Regions from separate parts of the Sus scrofa genome. Here regions 2 and 3 are each linked to region 1. The links are chromatin contacts, called in public Hi-C and promoter capture Hi-C maps. All regions are on one chromosome and are shown on one strand. The core of a region is the stretch at or near the end of the contact, and the rest is flanking DNA. Distances in the headings are between cores, read along the strand shown. Region 1 has its middle 25 kb from the start of FOS. Region 2 holds the start of RPS6KL1 (ribosomal protein S6 kinase-like 1). Region 3 holds the start of PROX2 (prospero homeobox protein 2).

Region 1 (3,608 bases), core at 259-2,758:
CTTAACTGGTTTCTCAATTTAGGCAGGGCAAAAGGGAGAAGTATTTTAAATGGCTGTGACAGTCCGAATTGGTCATACCTTCTGGTCTCTGAGAATAAGCCCCAAATTCTCATCTACTCTCCTAAAATATTTGGGTTTTTTCCACATCCTCTAACTGCCAAATATAATCCCTTCCTTCGTTTCTTCAAAGCTCCCCCCTTTCTCCTTTCAACGTGTCTCCTGGCATTTGGGTACCTAAAAAAAATGAATTGTGAAATAACACCTTAATCACATTTCACGTTCTTGTGCTGCATTCCTGTTCACTACACGCTTTCATGCCTGTTCTTCCTCATTGGCTGAAGGAAGACATGCCCCCTTAATGGATGACACAGCAGAGGCCCAGCCAGGTGAACAAGCACGCCCTGGGTGTCAGCCTCCCAGCAAATGTCACCGTCTCCTGGTACAACGAGAAGACTGTCTTTAACTGAGGTAGATATATATGCATAACATAAATATGCCTAACATAGAGTTTATCACTGTAACCATTTTAAAGTTACCGTTAAAACTGTGGTGCAACCATGGCCACCACCCATCTCCGGATCCCTTTTCATCTTCCCAAACTGCAGCTCCATCCTGGTTAAAGAGTAACTCCCCATCCTCCCCTCCCACCATCCCACTTTCTGACTCTCTGAAGTGACTGCTCTAGAAACGTCATAGCTTATGGGATTGTCCTTTTGTATGACAGATGGATTAGCAGCAAGATTTCTGGAGGAAGTTCCCAAGATTCTCTTCTCCATTGGCGTTTCTTTTGGCTAATGTTGCACTTTAGCCAGAAAGAGAGCCTCTTCTTTATTCTACCGGAACCCACTCTCATGGACACAAACACCTTTTAGGCCCTGCCCTGAAAAACAGAATTTTCTAACATTTTGTTTTCTCAGAATGCTATTCATTCTTCCAGGAAATGACTTGAAGTGTGGTCATCAGGAAAAGAAGAAAAAAAAGAAAAAAAAAAAAAAAAAAGAAAAAAACACACCATAAAGAAACTCCTGGAGAAGGACTTAGGACATGTTCCTGGGCCACCTCGGAAGTTCCCAAAGGCCCCTCTCTCCTCCACTGACCACTGTGTGTGTGTGTATGTATTATTTTTGTCTTTTTGTTTTAAAGAACTCTGTGATCCACTTCAATTCATGTTTTGCCCAGAAAGCTAACACAGCTGCAAATCCTTTCTGCCCGGAAAGCCTTCCAGCTTTTCCAGAGGCTTCTTTGCTGTTTCAGTGGCCACTTCCCTCCCTCTCAGGCCAGCCAGCCTCTCTGAGCCCATTGCCCCCCACCCCTTGGGGCTGACCCCACCTTCTGAGAGAAGAAGCCACTCCCTAGAAGTGACTGTGCTGTCTCTGTGGGTTTCTATCACTTGAAGAAGCACAGCCCCTTCCCTCCCCATCCCCCGCCTCCCAGGGGCACCCCAGCCCCCACGTCGGGCTTCCCCCTCGGAGATCTGGCTCTGCTGCCTGCTGGTAAACGGCTGGCCGTCCCCATGACAACGACATGGCCCAGAGCCTGGATGACGCCAGGCCTGACTCTTCTCCCAGCCTCACCCACGTCTGTTTGTTTGGGTTCCAGCTGCTTTTGTTGGGCTTCGTTTTGCTTGTCCGTTTGAGGCAGCTTCATTGCCGATTGGCTCCAGGGGGCTGCGCTTGGATTCCCTGGGGTTCTGGGAAGTCAGCCTCCTGCCTGGGCAGGAATTTCCTGGCACCGTGGGGTATTTCCCCATCATAATAACAAGATCTAGAAGAGCCCTTCATGCAAGGCAGAGCCCACAGGAAGCCTGGGCATCAGATAATACACTAATACTCTGCTCCCCCAGGCAACTTCAGGGCACTGTTACTAACCCAACTGTGTGCCACGCTCCTGATGACAAGTGGGCCTGTTGTTTGATGAAATGAAGGAAACGTGACAACGTGTTAGCAGAAGAGTCCAGGTGTGCAGAAACATCAAAAATAAACCGAGGATGAAGAAGAGACAGCTGTATGGATTTTGAGGAACAGTGAAGTGAATGTGGTGACAGACATCCCAAGTGACTCTTTTTGTTTGTTTGTTTGTTTTTTGTTAGGGCTGCACCTGCAGCCTATGGAAGTTCCCAGGCTAAAGGTCTAATCAGAGCTGCAGCTGCCGACCTACACCACAGCCACTACAATGCCAGATCCTTAACCCACTGAAGGAGCCCAGGGATGGAACCTGCATCCTCATGGATACTAGTCGGGTCCATTACTGCTGAGCCACAACGGAAACTCCCAAGTGACGCCTCGCCTCATCATTTGGGGTGGTTTTGCCTTTATTATTTGGACAGTGCAGAAGCCGGAATCTGGAACATTGTTTACAACTAATTTGAAAACATACCTTCTAGCCTTTTATCATTTCATCAGGTTTTTTGTTTGTTTGTTTTTCCACCCTGCGGCATATGGAGTTCAGATTAGAGCCGTGGTTGCGATTCACATTGCAATGCCAGATCCTCTAACCCACTGTGCCAGGGCTGGGAATTGAACCTGCATCCTGGCATTGCAGAGACACCACCAATCCCATTGTGCCACAGCAGGAACTCCTCATCAGATTTTTATCTCTCGAATAACTCATTTTAGGAGTTCCCTGGTGGCTCAGTGAGGTAAGGATCCGGTGTTGTCACTGCTGTGGCTCTGGTTCCAGCTGTGGTACTGGTTCGATCCCTGGCCCCAGGGACTTCCACATGCCATAGGTGCAGCCAAAAAAAAAAAAAAAAAAAAAAAAAAAAAAACAAGCAAACAAACAAACTCACTTGGCTTTAGAGCTCCTGAGTTTATCCCAGATCCTCTGATTTCTGACATAAAAGGTCCATCTCTTGCCTTGACCTTTGAAGCAGTGTCAGGGCCGCCTCAGCTCCTCATCTATAAAATGGGGCTAAATAATGCCCACCAGCCAGGTCATCCCATACTTAGCTCAGCTCTGCCACTTACTGGGCTGCTAACATCATCATCAGCTCCTACCTATGCCTTCTTCCTGAGAATCCTGACACTTTTTACAGGAATTCTGTCATTGATTCATTTAACAAATACTATTTACTAAGCTTCAGTGGGCCAACCACTGTGCTAGCTGCTAGGGATAAAATGATAGACAAAATCAGACACAGTTCTGATCCTTTGGTAGCTTCTGGACTAGTGAGGGAGATTGATATCAATCAAATAACCATACAAAATGTAAAATGACAGCTGTGTCATGTGAGCGAAGCCATCTCAGCCCCTCCAGGCCAGCCCAGCCCCCAGCTGAATACCAAGGAGGAGATCAGTCTTTGCCACACTGAGCAGATGAATGTCTCAGCCACCTCCTGTCGTAATTCCTGACCCACAAAATCATGAGATACAATAAACCAGTTGCTATTTACCACCACCCCCTCAAATCAAAATGATTACACTGTACTAAGTGCCTGGAAGCAGGGGAGATAAACTACATTTTAGCCTCTTTTTCTAGTTAGGATTCTAGAGTTAAGGTAAGTTTAGCTATAGGAATTTAGAATGGAATGATTTGAGCTCCTAAATGCTAAACCTTAAAGCAAAGCCTAAGGATGCAAATTCTGGATCCACAATCCTGAAGAAAGATCC
Region 2 (3,796 bases), core at 1,100-3,599, 330 kb after region 1:
GTTTCAGTTTGGCTGATGCTTAAGGGATGTGAAGCAGAGTGAAGGATAAGGCCGGGAGGTGGGCTGGGCCCTGGACGCCATTCTAGGGAGACCAAAATTTCCTAGGCAGCAGGAGGAACTGATATTTTTTAAGCAGCAGGTGGTATGATCTTAGAGTTGAAAGCTGAAAGGAAATTGGCAAATAATCCAATTCCACCTCATCATTTTACGAATTAGAAGCTGAGGGTCAGGTGTATCCAAAGCCATTGAAGTTAAGTGAGCCAGAATTTCACAGTGTTTTGGGTTTGGGTTTTTTTTGTTGTTTTTTGATTTTTATTTTTTATTTTTGCTTTTTAGGACTGCACCAGCAGCATATGGAATTTCCCCAGCTAGGAGTCGAATGGGAGCTGCAACTGCCAGCCTACACTGCCTCTCATGGCAACGCCGGATCCTCAAGCCACTGAGTGAGGCCAGGGATTGAACCCACGTCCTCATGGGGAACTCCCAGAATTTCACAGTTTACCAGTAAGGGACCGGGATGGAACTGAAGCCAGATCTGAATCCAAAACCTGTGCTCTCTACTCCTCACCGCATCATCTCTTCTCAGGATGGAGAGCAGGGGGCGAAGGGAGGAGACGGGTGTCTATAAACCTGAGAAGCAGGCCAGACATCCGAGGGGTGGGTCGACAGACTTCGGCCCCTCCACAGACTGGTGGGAAACCAAGGCTCCAGACAGGGCGGTGACAGGACAGAGCCTTGGTGTGGAAAGATGGCTCTGTCAGCACCAGAGCCCAGCAGCTGTTTTCCTAGAGAAGGCCGACCCTTCCCTTTCCTGAGGGAAGCCTGGAGCGCCCCCGCTCCCTCCCCCTGACGCTGGCTGTGACTGAGGCAGATGAGAGCCTGGCCCCTGCTACCCGTCTGTGGGCCCCACCTCACAGGCCATGGGGCCCCAGGCCAAAAAAGATGGTGTGTTTCTAGGCCCTGAAGTAACTTCGTTACCACGGAAACCACCAGGCAGGACAGTCAGCGGGGAGGAGGGTGAGAGCTTCCCCGCAGAGCTGGGCACCCCCCCACCCGGTTTCTCTCACTGAGGGGGTGTCACCTGCGTGACAGGGAGAGGGCCCCTCACTGAGGCCCTGGGAGAATTGGCCCGTCCCTGCTCGCAGCCCCCAACCCCCATCTCTAAGTCTGCCAGGCTTCTCTCTCCTCTGAGGCCCCTGCCCCTCCCACCCAGGCGTCAGCCTGGGCCACCCATGAGTCACCGTGTGGGCCACTCGCTAACGGTAACGGGAGCCTCTGTGCTCACACAGCGCAGGCCGACGGCGCTGGTTGTTTACAGACATGTGACCGCCTGACGCCCCCGGCGGGGGTCTGAGGTTTGGACTGTAATGGTGATAACCCCCTCCTTGAGCGCTTCATCCCTCTCTGCGCTGTCTCAGCCGCAGCCCCCTTTTGAAGCCTGTTTTCTCCTTTGCCAGACAGGCTGGAAGGAAGCATGGAGAGGGTGAGAACTCTGCCTGAGGACTTTCAGCCTGGGGAGTCTGGAGGCTCAGGGGGCTGACAGCTGGCCGCGGCTGCCACACAGCCAGGCCGAAGGCTCTGCGTCACTTGGAGACCCAGGGCCAGCCTTGCGGGGTCGTGGGGGTCATGGCTCAGGAAGGAGAGCCCGACGGAACCTGGGGGTAGGGGGCTCCCAGGAGCTTCCATCCCTCCAATCTATCAACTGGAAACACAACTTCTCAGCAGACCTGGGGAGGCTGAGGAGGGGGCAGGACAGATCTTTCGTAACTAAGACCCCAGTCCAAATCCAGGGGACTCTGGGTGCCTTTGGGAGCCTCCTTGAGAAACCAGTCCTGGCCGATGGAGATGAGCATCCGCACAGAGGCCGGGCTGTTTCACTGGGATCCTTCATCTTCATGTGTGTGTGTAGGCTGCCCTGCCATCTCCTCCCTGCTCCCCAAGATAAAACATCCCCATTCTTTTAGGAAAAGATGAATTGTTGTGTAGCTATAAGAACAAGTAACTCTTGAAGTTCCCAGTGGATTAAGGATCTGACTACAGCAGCTCGGGTCACTGCAAGGGCACGGGTTGGATCCCCAGTCTAGCGCAGTGGCTTAAGGATCTGGCGCTGCTGCAGCTGTAGGGGCTCAGATTGGACCCCTGGCCCAGGAGCTTCCATATACCACAGGTGCGGTGAAATAAATAAGTCTCGGTACCTGTTAGAACCCTGGCTGATGTGATCCCTTGTTTCAGTAACCGTGATCCTGGAACCGTGCGCTCAGTCAGAGGCAGCCCCCCCTTCTGAGAATAACAAGTCAGCCGCAGCCTCACTCCACTGACTGCGCTTCTAGAGCCAAAGGTCAGCCGTTTCTAAAACACTCAGGAAGTGGATCCACCCTGAATGCCTCGCTTCCCCAAAGCCTGCGTGAGATTCACTCCCCGCCTTGCTCAGAGACTGCCTCGCAATACAGCTCTCTCTTGCTTAAGCAAGGACGCTCTCACAGTGGTGAGTAGTCACAATGTCTTTTGACACTTTTCCCCCAAAGTCTTTTTGTTTGTTTGTTTGTATTTTCAGGGCTGCACTAGCGGCATATGGAAGTTCCCAAGCTAGGAGCTGCAGCTGCGGCTGCCGGCCTGCACCACAGCCACAGCAACACGGGGTCAAATCCACGTCCTCATGGATACTAGTTGGCTTGGTTACCACTGAGCCAGGATGGGAACTCCCCAAAATCTTTCTTATAATCCATCTCACATGCTTCCAAAAACCAGAGAATGAGCAATACATTTTTTTCAGCTTTGTTATAAAGTTAGCCTAGGCTGGAGACAGAAGCACCTTCCTTCTTATTCCTCTGCCCTGCCCCAACATCCCAGCTCCATCCTGAAGCCAAATGGAGCACCCAAAAGACAAGCAAGCCTTTCTTTGATTAAAGTGGATCACTCCCTTTAATCACTTTGATTTTTGTCATATTGCGTGCGTTATATCCAAAGACCCCCCTCCTCCCACCGCCACCAGGGTGAAGATAAGAAGCAAGGAAGAGGTGGAGGAGACACCTTGATATGTTATTTTAATAACTTGCTTTTTCTTTTTTTTTTTAGGGCCACACCTGCAACATATGGAAGTTCCCAGTCTAAGGATCCAGTTGGAGGTGCAGCTGTTGGCCTAATGCCATAGCCACAGCAACACCAGATCCAAGCCTTGTCTTTGACCTACACCACAGCCTATGGCAATGCCGGATCCTTAACCCACTAAGTGACGCCAGGAATCCAACCCGTGTCCTCATGGATACTAATTGGGTTTATCACCACTGAACCACAGCAGAAACTCCATAACTCTTTTTATTTATTTATTTATTTATTTATTTTTGTCTTTTTTTTTTTTGCCATTTCTTGGGCGGCTCTCGCGGCATATGGAAGTTCCCAGGTTAGGGGTTGAATCGGAGCTGTAGTCACCGGCCTACACCAGAGCCACAGCAGCGAGGGATCGGAGTCACATCTGCGACCTACACCACAGCTCACGGCAACGCTGGATCCTTAACCCACTGAGCAAGGGCAGGGATCGAACCCGCAACCTCATGGTTCCTAGTCGGATTCCTTAACCACTGCGCCACGACGGGAACTCTTTATTCATTTAAGTTCCTGGAACAGGGAAGCAACCTGAGCCACAGCAGTGACCCAAGCTGTTGTAGTGACAATGCCAGATCCTTAAACCAATGTACCACTAGAGAACTCCTACAACTTTGGGTTGCTGCTGTGGCACAGTTTTGATCACTAGCCTGAACTTCCTCATGCCATGGTGTGATCAAAAAACAATAATAAT
Region 3 (3,582 bases), core at 178-2,677, 400 kb after region 1:
CTTTGTTTCAACCCTTGCCCCCCTCCCCCTAGTTTATTCCCCACCTAGTAAAGAATGATCTTTTTAAAACTAAATAAGGCCAGGAGTTCCCATCGTGGCTCAGTGGTTAACGAATCCGACTAGGAACAATGAGGTTGCAGGTTCAATCCCTGACCTCACTCAGTGTGTTAAGGATCTGGGGTTGCCATGAGCTGTGGTATAGGTGGCAGACATGGCTCAGACCCTGCGTTGCTGTGGCTCTGGCATAGGCTGGTGGCTACAGCTCTGATTAGACCCCTAGCCTGGGAACCTCCATATGCCGCAGGAGTGGGCCTAGAAAAAGACAAAAAAAAAAAAAAAGATAAAACTAAATAAGGCCATATTGCTCATTACCTTTCAATGGGCCCTCGTTCATCCCAGAGCTTTTATCTCTTGTGCTTCTTCTTCACAACAGTTATCACAACCTGAAAATATACTTACTGATTCTTTCTTCCCCTGCTAGAATCCAGCTCCGCAAGAGCAAGGCTGCTGTCTTGTTCATCACCGACTATCCAAAAGCCCAGAAGAAGGCCTGGTGTATAGTCGGTGCTTAATAAGTGCTGTGAAATGTTGAACTATGACTGCGTAATCTGATTCTTCCAGGAGCGAGACAGAGTTGTGGTCAAACAGTAGGTTCTCAAACTTTAGTTTGCTTATTTCAAAGGCAGGTGCCTTGGCCCCGGGCAGCTGAGGGATTCTGATTAAGCAGGACTGGTGGACCCATTGAATTTGCTATTTTTAACAAGTGGGCAGGGTGATTCTGTTCCAGATTGTCACTCTGAATCCAGAAACATCTTGTTCTGATTCCAGCCTCGCACTAACTGTAGGGAGGTAACTTAACTCCTCTGAGCCTGTTTCCTTATGTGTAAAATAGGAATGACCACATTCCTTCAGAGCTGTTAGGAGAATTCAGTTGGGTAATGCATGTAATGTTCTTGGCACAATGCAGTTATGCCGTTAGCTGCCATTTCTGTTGTTATTATTATTATGGATTATTTTCCTGTTACCCCGGCAGAAGAATCTTCTCCTTAGAGGATCGCTCTTAGGAACTTCCTCCCCAAAGTGTGGTCTGGACCAACAGCATCACCTGCGAGTTGATTACGAAGGCAGATTCTCTGCCCCACCCCAGACCTGCTGAGTCAGAATCTGCATTTTAACAGGATTCAAAGGGGATCCTTCCACACAAACAAGTTTGAAAAGTGTGTTCAAAGTCACAGGTACTGTTTTCTCCTGTCTCCCATTTCAGAGTCTGCCCAGGAGGTGAATAAGCCCTGGGACTCCGGAGTCTGAATCCTTCCTCCAAGTGAAGAGGAGAAGCCCCCAGCTCCCGGGTGCACCTCCCGCTGAGAACCTCAGGAGGAGGGATTCTCTCACGTGACCCTGACTAACAGCCTCTGTGGAGCTAAGGATGGATCCAAACTCCGGCTTGCTTGCTCATCCGTCCCAGGCCTGCTCGCACCGGGCCGAACCGTGTATGGAAGATGGAGGGAGCCCGGCCCCTGGGGAGCAGGGCAGACACTCTCCCTTTCCCTGGACCCAGGCCCCCAGCTCCAGCCTGGCCGACCCTGACTGGTTTTGGGATGAGCACGTCCAGGCAAAGAGGGCCAGAGTAGAGACCATTGTCCGAGGCATGTGCCTCTCCCCTAACCCTCTGGTGCCAGGCAGTGCCCCAGCCAGGGACAGCCCCTGCTGCCCAGAGAAGGCCCAGGAGCGGAAGAGGAAGCAGAGCCTTCCTGCGCAGCAAGGCCCCCTGAGGCCAGGCCCTGCCGGGGACCGGGGCAGCAGGAAGGGGAGCCCTCGGGTGAGAGAACAGCTTCACCTGCTGAAGCAACAGCTAAGACACCTGCAAGAGCACCTCCTGCAGGCTGCTGAGCCCAGGAGGGCCCAGGAGGGCCCAGGAGGCTGTGACACGGGGACGGGCCCTCTGAGGGTAAAGCAGATGAATGGCTATGGGTCTCAGCCCTGGGCTATGGACAGTGACCACCTCCAGGGTTCCAGCGGGGCCCTCTCCAGGGTGGAGAAACAGACCGTGTCTGAGGTCACATATCAGTCTGAGGAAGCCAGGTTCCTTCCTTCTGGAGCACGGGCTTTGCTGGTGATTCTGAAGAAAGAATTGACGGGGGCAATATCCCAGGCTGTAGACTCAGTATTACAAAAGCTGCTACTGGATCCACCAGGGCCCCTGACTCAGCTGAGCAGACGCTTCCAGGGGCTGGTGCCAGACGAGCCGTCATCTCCTGAGGCAGGTGCCTGGAAAGACCAACTTTCTCCGGCTGCCTTGCCCAGGAGGGCCCAGCCACAGGTGGGGGGGCCGCTGGGAAACTTGCCTCTGGCCAAGGCTCTAGATTCTCCCAGGTTCCCCGTCTCTCCAAGAATGCTCCCCAAACCCTATCCGGGTCCCCCAGCAAACTGTCCCTTGACTGTGCCTGCCCACGTCCAGGAAGATCAGACTGTCAGCCAGCTCCTGGGCCAGGGACCCGGTGGCCACTGGAGCAGCAGTCTTCCCCAGGACTCGTCTCCCCAGAGTCACCCCTCGTCGGAGGCGGCCCTGCGACCTTGGGGAGCTGCCACATTGCGACCGCTGGCTCTGAGCCGGCAGCAGTGCCCCTGGCCCTTCATGGCCTCCTGTCTGGAAAGACTGCCCATCATTCCCTCGGTGAAAATGGAGCAGGGGGGCCCGCAGGCCGCCATGGACGCCCTTCCTTTCTCTTCAGCCCACGTATCCTTTACTAGTCACTGACGTTCTCATTGTCACAGCCCAGAGAAACAGGAGCCCGAGACAGGACAATGAGGGGAGGTGGGAACAAAGAACTACCTGGCGTAGGGAACAGCTCGCTTCCCCAGTGGTCTCCTTACTAAGTCTTTCGGGCCCACTCAATCCCTAGGCTCATATATGTTATCTTCCCAAGAAAGCAGTGTCCACATTCTGGGATTTAAGGATGCTGGAAAGTTCCTTTCCCTTCCTCCCTGACACATCAGATTCTACCACTACTGACTTAGTCTTTTGGGTCTGAAAGGATGTGTTTGTTTTTAAACCCGAGGGGGCTCCCCCCAAACAACAAGTACCCTATGGAAGGAAGAACCCCACCATTTGGTGGTCAGCTGCTCATACGCCTTGGCAGAGCGCATTAAAGGAATGGCCTCCTCTGTGGCTTGGCTCTTGAAAGCTCTTGGCTCCATAGGCAAAAGGCCTGCACTGGCTAGACAACTAATGGGGAAGATATGAGGGACCAGAAACTTCCAGGGCAGGTGGAAAGGGGGAGGTTTTCTTCAGGGACTAGACCCAAGGCAGCTGAAAGGGGTGAGAAGACTTCAGCTTATGGATTAGCTTCTAAGATGCAGCCGTGATGGAGAGAACCCGGGGCTGCGCGTATGAGTAGAGAAAGGAGGAAAGCTGCAGAGCTCAGGCTGGTCTACAGGGGTCTGAATCTTATTGTATCATCTTTGCAACCCTTAGGCAGACCCCGTTCTTAAACAGTTTTTTCCCATGGGGAAAGCTGCAGAGCTCAGGCTAGTCTACAGGCGTCTGAATCTTATTGTATCATCTTTGCAACCCTTAGGCAG

What was found. Promoter capture Hi-C pulls out the DNA fragments that hold promoters and counts their contacts. A called contact is a pair of places that touch in the nucleus more often than the background predicts.
Region 2: a promoter capture Hi-C map of fetal liver shows a contact between it and region 1, with 2.7 times the contacts expected there. The contact joins the promoter of RPS6KL1 here to the enhancer-like site in region 1. A contact is called at or near these places in 2 of 5 promoter capture datasets (fetal liver and liver), 8 of 47 Hi-C or Micro-C datasets (embryonic fibroblasts, epiblast stem cells, liver and 4 more) and 1 of 2 datasets of contacts at active chromatin or transcription factors (alveolar macrophages).
Region 3: a contact with region 1 is called in a Hi-C map of retroperitoneal adipose tissue, with 1.8 times the contacts expected there. The contact joins the promoter of PROX2 here to the enhancer-like site in region 1. A contact is called at or near these places in 6 of 47 Hi-C or Micro-C datasets (embryonic fibroblasts, liver, mesenteric adipose tissue and 3 more) and 1 of 2 datasets of contacts at active chromatin or transcription factors (alveolar macrophages).

What each region holds. Positions count from the first base shown.
Region 1 is chr7:98,472,426-98,476,033 of Sscrofa11.1, reverse strand. No RefSeq gene overlaps it. Among named protein-coding and RNA genes, the nearest start is that of FOS, 25 kb to the right of the region's middle. Within about 2 kb of position 1,508, at least 42 of the 83 cell types and tissues checked have an H3K27ac peak or open chromatin away from gene starts, as enhancers often do. A contact at or near this core is called in alveolar macrophages, embryonic fibroblasts, epiblast stem cells and 7 more, where this site is marked.
Region 2 is chr7:98,139,770-98,143,565 of Sscrofa11.1, reverse strand. RPS6KL1 (ribosomal protein S6 kinase-like 1) reads left to right here and starts at 2,349. Exons shown (of 11, transcript XM_013989171.2): 1 at 2,349-2,485.
Region 3 is chr7:98,072,667-98,076,248 of Sscrofa11.1, reverse strand. It overlaps PROX2 (prospero homeobox protein 2), which reads left to right and starts at 1,427. Exons shown (of 3, transcript XM_013989170.2): 1 at 1,427-2,174. The coding sequence starts at 1,427.